Linked DNA regions of Sus scrofa: region 2 is linked to region 1. A link is a contact called in public HiChIP or PLAC-seq data. All regions are on one chromosome and are shown on one strand. The core of a region is the stretch at or near the end of the contact, and the rest is flanking DNA. Distances in the headings are between cores, read along the strand shown. Region 1 overlaps CEP250 (centrosome-associated protein CEP250). Region 2 overlaps PHF20 (PHD finger protein 20).

Region 1 (3,102 bases), core at 216-2,715:
GTGAAACCAAGGCCCAGGAAGCCAAAGGCTTCATTCATGGTTGCCAGGTAGTAAATGACAGAGGTGGAACTCATGCCAACTTGATGTTAGGAATAAAACAGGTCAAACTGCTTCAGAAGCCTTTTTCAGAGGAGGTGAAAAGTTTGAGGAAGGAGAGCAGGGACACATACCCGGGCCTGCTGAGTCTTCCACAGGTCTTGGTTAAGCTTGTGAAGGGCAGAGGCCACCGCCTCAGCCGAGAGAGCTGTCAGGAGGGGCCCTCTCTTGAAAAGGGTCCTAGCTCCATTCTGGTCTGAAAAAGTGAGAAAGACACCCCCTGACTTGGCTGCACTATGAGAAGAAGCAGCCACACTTCCCAGACATGGCCTTGACTTTCCCACCCATCCCTCCTCTCCTCAAAGAACCACCCTCAGCAGTTCATTCATCATGCACTGTCTGTATACCTAAGTGCTGGGTACTGTGATGGGAATGAGATAATGCCAGCTATCATTTAATAGGCACTTAATAAGTGCCAGGAATTGTGGGAGTGATTTTATTTCTGTCATCTCATAGAAAAATCCCAAGAGGAAAGTACTTTTTTTTTTTCTTTTTAGGGCCACACCTGCACCATATGGAAGTTCTCGGGCTAGGGGTAGAATTGGAGCTGCAGCTGCTGGCCTATCCTACAGCTACAGCAATGCCAGATCCAAGCCACATCTGTGACCTACGCTGCAGCTTGTGGCAATGCCACATCCTCAACCCGCTGAGTGAGGCCAGGGATCAAACCTGCATCTACGTGGATACTAGTCAGGTTCCTAACCTCTTGAGCCACAAGAGGAACTCCCAAGGAAAGTACCTTTTACATCCTCATTTTAATTTTTTTTGTCTTTTTATGGCCACATCCGCAGCATATGGAGGTTCCCAGGCTAGGGGTCAAACTGGAGCTGCATCTGCCGGCCTGTACCATAGCCACAGCAACACCAGATCCGAGCCACATCTTCGACCTACACCACAGCTTATGGCAATGCTGGATCCTTAACCCACTGACCGAGGCCAGGTATCGAACCTGTGTCCTCATGGATATCAGTCATATTTGTTTCCGCTGAGCCATGATAGGAACTCCTACATCCTCATTTTATAGTTGAGAAAATCAAGCTCAGAGAGGAGAGGTGACTTGTGCAAGGATATACATCTAACAAATGGCAGAGCTTGGGTTCAAACTCTGATTGAATTAATTTCAGAGTCTGTGGCCTTAGCCTTGATGCAGTCTTGCCTAAGGAACTGCATTCCCTTTGCTTTTCCCTTGGGAGATAGTCCTGGCTTTGACAAAAGGACAGGGTTCCTGGGTGGCTGCCTCACCTGGCTCAGGGCCCCAGAGGGAGGGAGCAGAGTCTCCCCCGCCACTCAGCTCAGGCCTGCTCTCACAAACAGACCCCAGGGCCTGCTGCAGGACAGCACAAAGGCTGGCCAGCTGGGCCTGGGCCTGGTGCCCAGGCTGCTGCTCTGCCAGCAGCACCTCCAGCTGGCTCTCTGTGCTGCGCAGTCGCAGCTGTAGTTGTGCGGCCTTGGCTTCCTGGGCCCACAAGGAAGCTCGTAGCTGCTGCTCTGTTACTTGAGATGCCTCCAGCTCTTCCAGCAGCCGCGCTTCCTGGGCCAGAAAGTCAGTCTCCTTTGCCTTCACCTCCTGCTTCAGTAATTCCACCTGCCAGGGAGGAAGTGTGGTCACTCTGGGCAGGGAATGGACACCCTCTCCTCAGACCCTCCTAGGCCTGACGCCATTCAGTCTTGGGGGCTAGGTGGATTTAAGTAGGCTCAGCTCTCCAGCAGGTAGGGAGGCCTCTGGAACAAGTATTACCCTGGATTTGACCTGCACACTGACCTACTGACTCTTAACATATGGGCCTGGGCTATTCAAATGGGCTCTGGCCCTGGTCCCCCTGGCAACAATGCCAGCTCCCTGCCATGATTAGAACTCTGCCTAACTGGGAGTCTGAGGTTAGTAGATGCAAACTATTTTATTTAAAATGGGTAAGCAATGACGTCCTGACACATAGCACGGGGAATTACATCCAGAAATTAACAGAACATTGTAAATCAGCTATAATAAAAATTTTTAATTAAAAAAAGAACTCTCTAGTGCTTGTTAATTATTAATAAACTGATTATAGGCATTAAAAAAAAAGAACTCTGTCTGAAACCCTGATACTGAGCCTAATAAGACCGGTCATGATAATAATGACCACCATTTTTTGAATGCTTTTACTGTTCCTGACACTTTATATATTCCTATTAAGAACGATCATCTCACTAGGAACTATGTCTGGTCACTTACGATGGAGCATGATAATGTAAGAAAAAGAATGTATACATGTATGTGTAACTGGGTCACCTTGCTGTGCAGTAGAAAATTGACACAACACTGTAAACCAGCTATAATGGAAGAAATAAAAATCACTGTAAATGAAAAAAAGAACAATCATCCTTGTTTTATGGATGAATAAAGGGATGTCTGCACAACCAGTAAGCAGTAGAGCTGGGAGTCATACTCAGCACTGTCTAACAACCAGACCTGGGTCCTCATCTACCGCAGTCTACTGTCCAGCTCTTACTGTCTCACTCTCAGCCCTGCCGGCCACTCCCTGCCCAGGTCCATCATTCCCCTCTACACAGGTCTGGGCTCCTGCTGTCAGCTGACCAAGCCCCGGAAAGTCCTCTTGCCACCACCACCAACCTGATCTGAAATAACACTTGTTCCCCCTGCTGTGTCTTGCCATTAGACCAGGCACACTTGGCAGTGGCTCTGCTTGAACCAGGCCTGCGTGAGCTCTGCCCCTCTGGGCTTTAGACTCTGAGCCGTTGGGCTCCCTACAGGGGCTGTTCTCAACTCTGAATCAGGTTCCCAAGCTCCACCCCGCCCCATCCTGGCTTCTCTCCCACCTGCTGGGTCTGCTGACATCCCAGCCTGACTTCCATCACCAAGGAAGAGGACGAATAGTGGGGAGGGAAATACCTGGGCGCTGAGCTCTTTCTGCCCTGCCTGGGCCTCCTGCATGTCCTGGCGCAGGGAGCTCAGCTCTTGTTGTCGAATGGAGTCGGCCTCTTGTAAACCAAGGAGTCTCTGTT
Region 2 (3,251 bases), core at 593-3,092, 340 kb before region 1:
AGTGGGTTAAGGATCCAGCACTGACGTGAGCTGTGCTGTAGGTCGCAGATGTGGCTCAGATCCTGCGTTGCTATGGCACAGGCTGGCAGCTGTAGCTCGGACTCAGCCCTTAGCCTGGGAACCTCCATTTGCCGTGGGTAAGGCCCTAAAAAGAAGGGAAAAAAAAAAAAAAAAAGAAAACCAGGAGAGTCACTGGCTGCCAAAAGGGCCTGCTGGGCCACTGTCTACAGAAATTCCATGTCTCACACACAGTGTCTATTTCCCAACAGGAAGATAGTTCATTTGGAACATATGTCACTGATGGCACCAGCTAAGTGACATCATCCACTCTTGGGATACTATGGCCCTTTGTCAACAGAAAAGCAGTTACTAGGAGACAACGTGCAGAAAATACGTATATTAAATCCTCCAGGGAACCTGGTTCAAAAGTTATGGGCAATCGAATTATCCTTGGAATAGAAGGTATACTACTGAAAACAATTTATTCCTGTTTTAGAAAGCAGTACGGAAATAAATATTTGCGAATAGTTACGGGTATTACCATTTAAATACTCTGTGCTCTCCCTCATGTTTAACAGATTTTCATTTGCAAGAACTGAGGCAAAGCACAGAGCTCTGTCCTAGGTTACCAGACTTAAAATCTCAAGTCACTCTTTGCTCTTGCCTCTCCAAAATTACTACTATACCTTAGTATATGAGAGGAAAAATGGTCCACAGAATCTGAATTTGCTATTTTTCTTGGCCACATCTACAACATGAGGAAGTTCTTGAGCCCAGGATAAAACTCCTGACCTGAGCCACCGCAGTGATTCTTAACCAGCTGCACCACAGGAAAACTCCCTTGAATTTGCTTTTAATAATGGTGTTTGGTATAACACTAAGGAATGCTTGTGGGGGTTTTTTGGTGGGGGGGTAGAAATAGACTATAAAATGTCTCCTAATAATCCCTGCTTCCTGGTACCCACATCCATGTGTAATCCCCTCCCCTTGAGTGTGGGCAGGACCTATAACATGCCTCTAATAGAACAGACAAAGATGAGAGGGTGTCCCTTTCATGATTATTAAGATTGTAGCATCCATCTCACTTGCTGGCTGGATGAAACAAGCTGCTATGTTGTGAGCTACTCAGATGCATGTGGCATGGAACTGAGAGTGCCCACAAAAAAGCTGGCCCTCAGTCTGACAACCTGCAAAAAATTGAATGCTACCAACAACCTGTGAGACTGGAAGCATATCCTTCCACAGTAGAGTTTTCAGATAAGACTACAGCCCTGGTCAACCCCTTGATGGCAGCCTTGCAGAGAAGCCTGTTAAGCTGTGCTTGAACAGTTAACCCACAAAAACTGTGAGAAAGTAAATATGTTGTTTTAAGCTATGTTTGTGAATACTGTCACATAGCAAGTGAGTAGAATCAGAAGCCCACTTGTTTTCTATTTGTTTGGGTAATGCTTTATACTTTTCCTTTTACAATAAGCACTTATTACTTTCTTACTTAAAAAAAAAAAGTTTTTAAACAATGTTTTCTAAAGCTTGGCCTAGAAATAATGTTCCATATAGCTGGGGTTTTTGTATGTCCATTGCCTGTACCTCAAAACCTCAGAGTCGGATGACTATGATGATGGTATTCATCCTGGCTAGCAATACTCAGTCTGGTATTCTAAGCCCATGTCATTCTGAGCACCATATTACCTTCCAAACTCATCTCCTATTAATTAATCCAAAATGGGCCTCAGCAGCTGCCCCGGCCAATTCCTGGCCCCAGGAATAGCTTCTTCACACTCTCATAGCTTGCACCTCTGCTAATGGTGTGCCCTCTCCCTGCCATTCCTACCCACCTGAGCCAAGTCTTTACTGCCACCCAGACTTAGCTCGTTCCAAATGCATGAAGGCGTCCAGATGGCCCTGGCTTGCAGGCACCACATGCTATCAACACCTGGCACAAACAACAATTTGCTGCACCCTATCTTTAGCACTGCAGAGCTGCTCCTGGATCTTGCTATCTGTCACTTCTCCAGCCAGAGGATAAGGCTCATTGTCCTGTGTTCCCTCAGAACCAACCCCTAATACAGCTGGTATTCTTGTCAATGAGGATACCACATGACCCCTATAGTTTAATACTTTTTTGACATGTACTTCAAATACTATGAATAAAACATTTTCCAGGTCTATGAAGGAAAAACTTTCTCAGCTATGAAGCATCAAAAAGCAACCAAAGAGAAACATGAACAAATTTAAATATTCACAGCAAATCCAGTCAAATGCTTAGAATTAAAAAAAAAACAAAGTGTCCATAAACAGAGGGATAGTAAATTATGAGAAGTCTACACTATATAATTCTAACAAGCCATTTAAAAGAATGAAGTAGCTCTGTACTTACTGATATGGATCATGTCAAGATACATTATCAAGTCAGAAAAGGAAGTTGATCAGTACATATTCTATGACCCCACATATGGTTACACATGGGAAAAAACGTATTATAAAAATGCCCAGAGGCGTTCCCATTGTGGCACAGCAGAAACGAATCCGACCAGGAACCATGGGGTGGCAGGTTCGATCCCTGGCCTTGATCAGTGGGTTAAGGATCCAGCGTTGCTGTGAGCTGTGGTGTAGGTCGCAGACGCAGCTCAGATCCCAAGTTGACATGGCTGTGGCGTAGGCCAGCGGCTACAGCTCCGATTGAACCCCTAGCCTGGGAACCTCCATATGCCGTGGGTGCAGCCCTGAAAAGACAAAAAAAAAAAAAAAAAAAAAAAAAGCACAGAAAGGAAACCATAAGGATAGATATCAAACTGTTGGCAGCTCTAGTGAGGAGCTCAAGCTAGGAAAGCAGGTAGTAAAGAGGAACTTTCACATTTTCTCTGTATGCCCCAGGAGCCATGAGCACACCTAGCACTCAGCTCTTGGTTCCTCACTACAGTTCTCCATGTAAAGTGGAGAAAGGGCTTCTTACAGAAAAGACTGAATCCAAGATTGGATAAGAACAATATAAGCTTGGAACATCTTGTTATGCCACAAAGTAAAGATGACAAAGGAACCAGTTTGAAGGGCTCCCACTGGCCAAATGTGGGACAATAATTGATTAAAATAAATAATGATAGAGACAGACTGTAACCCAGAGAACAAAAGAATCCATCAGTCCATGTGGATATAAAAAGAAAGAAAAGGAGTTCCCTACTGGCCTAGCGGTTAAGGATTTGGCATTATTAATAACTCAGGTTTGATCCCAGGCCCCAGAATGGAAGAAGCAG

What was found. HiChIP or PLAC-seq counts read pairs in DNA pulled down with a chosen protein or histone mark.
Region 2: an H3K27ac HiChIP or PLAC-seq map of skeletal muscle shows a contact between it and region 1, with 3 times the contacts expected there. The contact joins two enhancer-like sites. A contact is called at or near these places in 3 of 47 Hi-C or Micro-C datasets (embryonic fibroblasts, heart right ventricle and retroperitoneal adipose tissue) and 1 of 2 datasets of contacts at active chromatin or transcription factors (skeletal muscle).

What each region holds. Positions count from the first base shown.
Region 1 is chr17:38,849,889-38,852,990 of Sscrofa11.1, reverse strand. It overlaps CEP250 (centrosome-associated protein CEP250), which reads right to left. Exons shown (of 34, transcript XM_013985307.2): 24 at 2,990-3,102; 25 at 1,339-1,681; 26 at 171-292. Among named protein-coding and RNA genes, the nearest start is that of C17H20orf173, 26 kb to the left of the region's middle. Within about 2 kb of position 1,465, at least 11 of the 83 cell types and tissues checked have an H3K27ac peak or open chromatin away from gene starts, as enhancers often do. A contact at or near this core is called in skeletal muscle, where this site is marked.
Region 2 is chr17:39,186,507-39,189,757 of Sscrofa11.1, reverse strand. All of the region lies in intron 9 of PHF20 (PHD finger protein 20), which reads right to left. Among named protein-coding and RNA genes, the nearest start is that of CNBD2, 57 kb to the left of the region's middle. Within about 2 kb of position 1,842, at least 2 of the 83 cell types and tissues checked have an H3K27ac peak or open chromatin away from gene starts, as enhancers often do. A contact at or near this core is called in skeletal muscle, where this site is marked.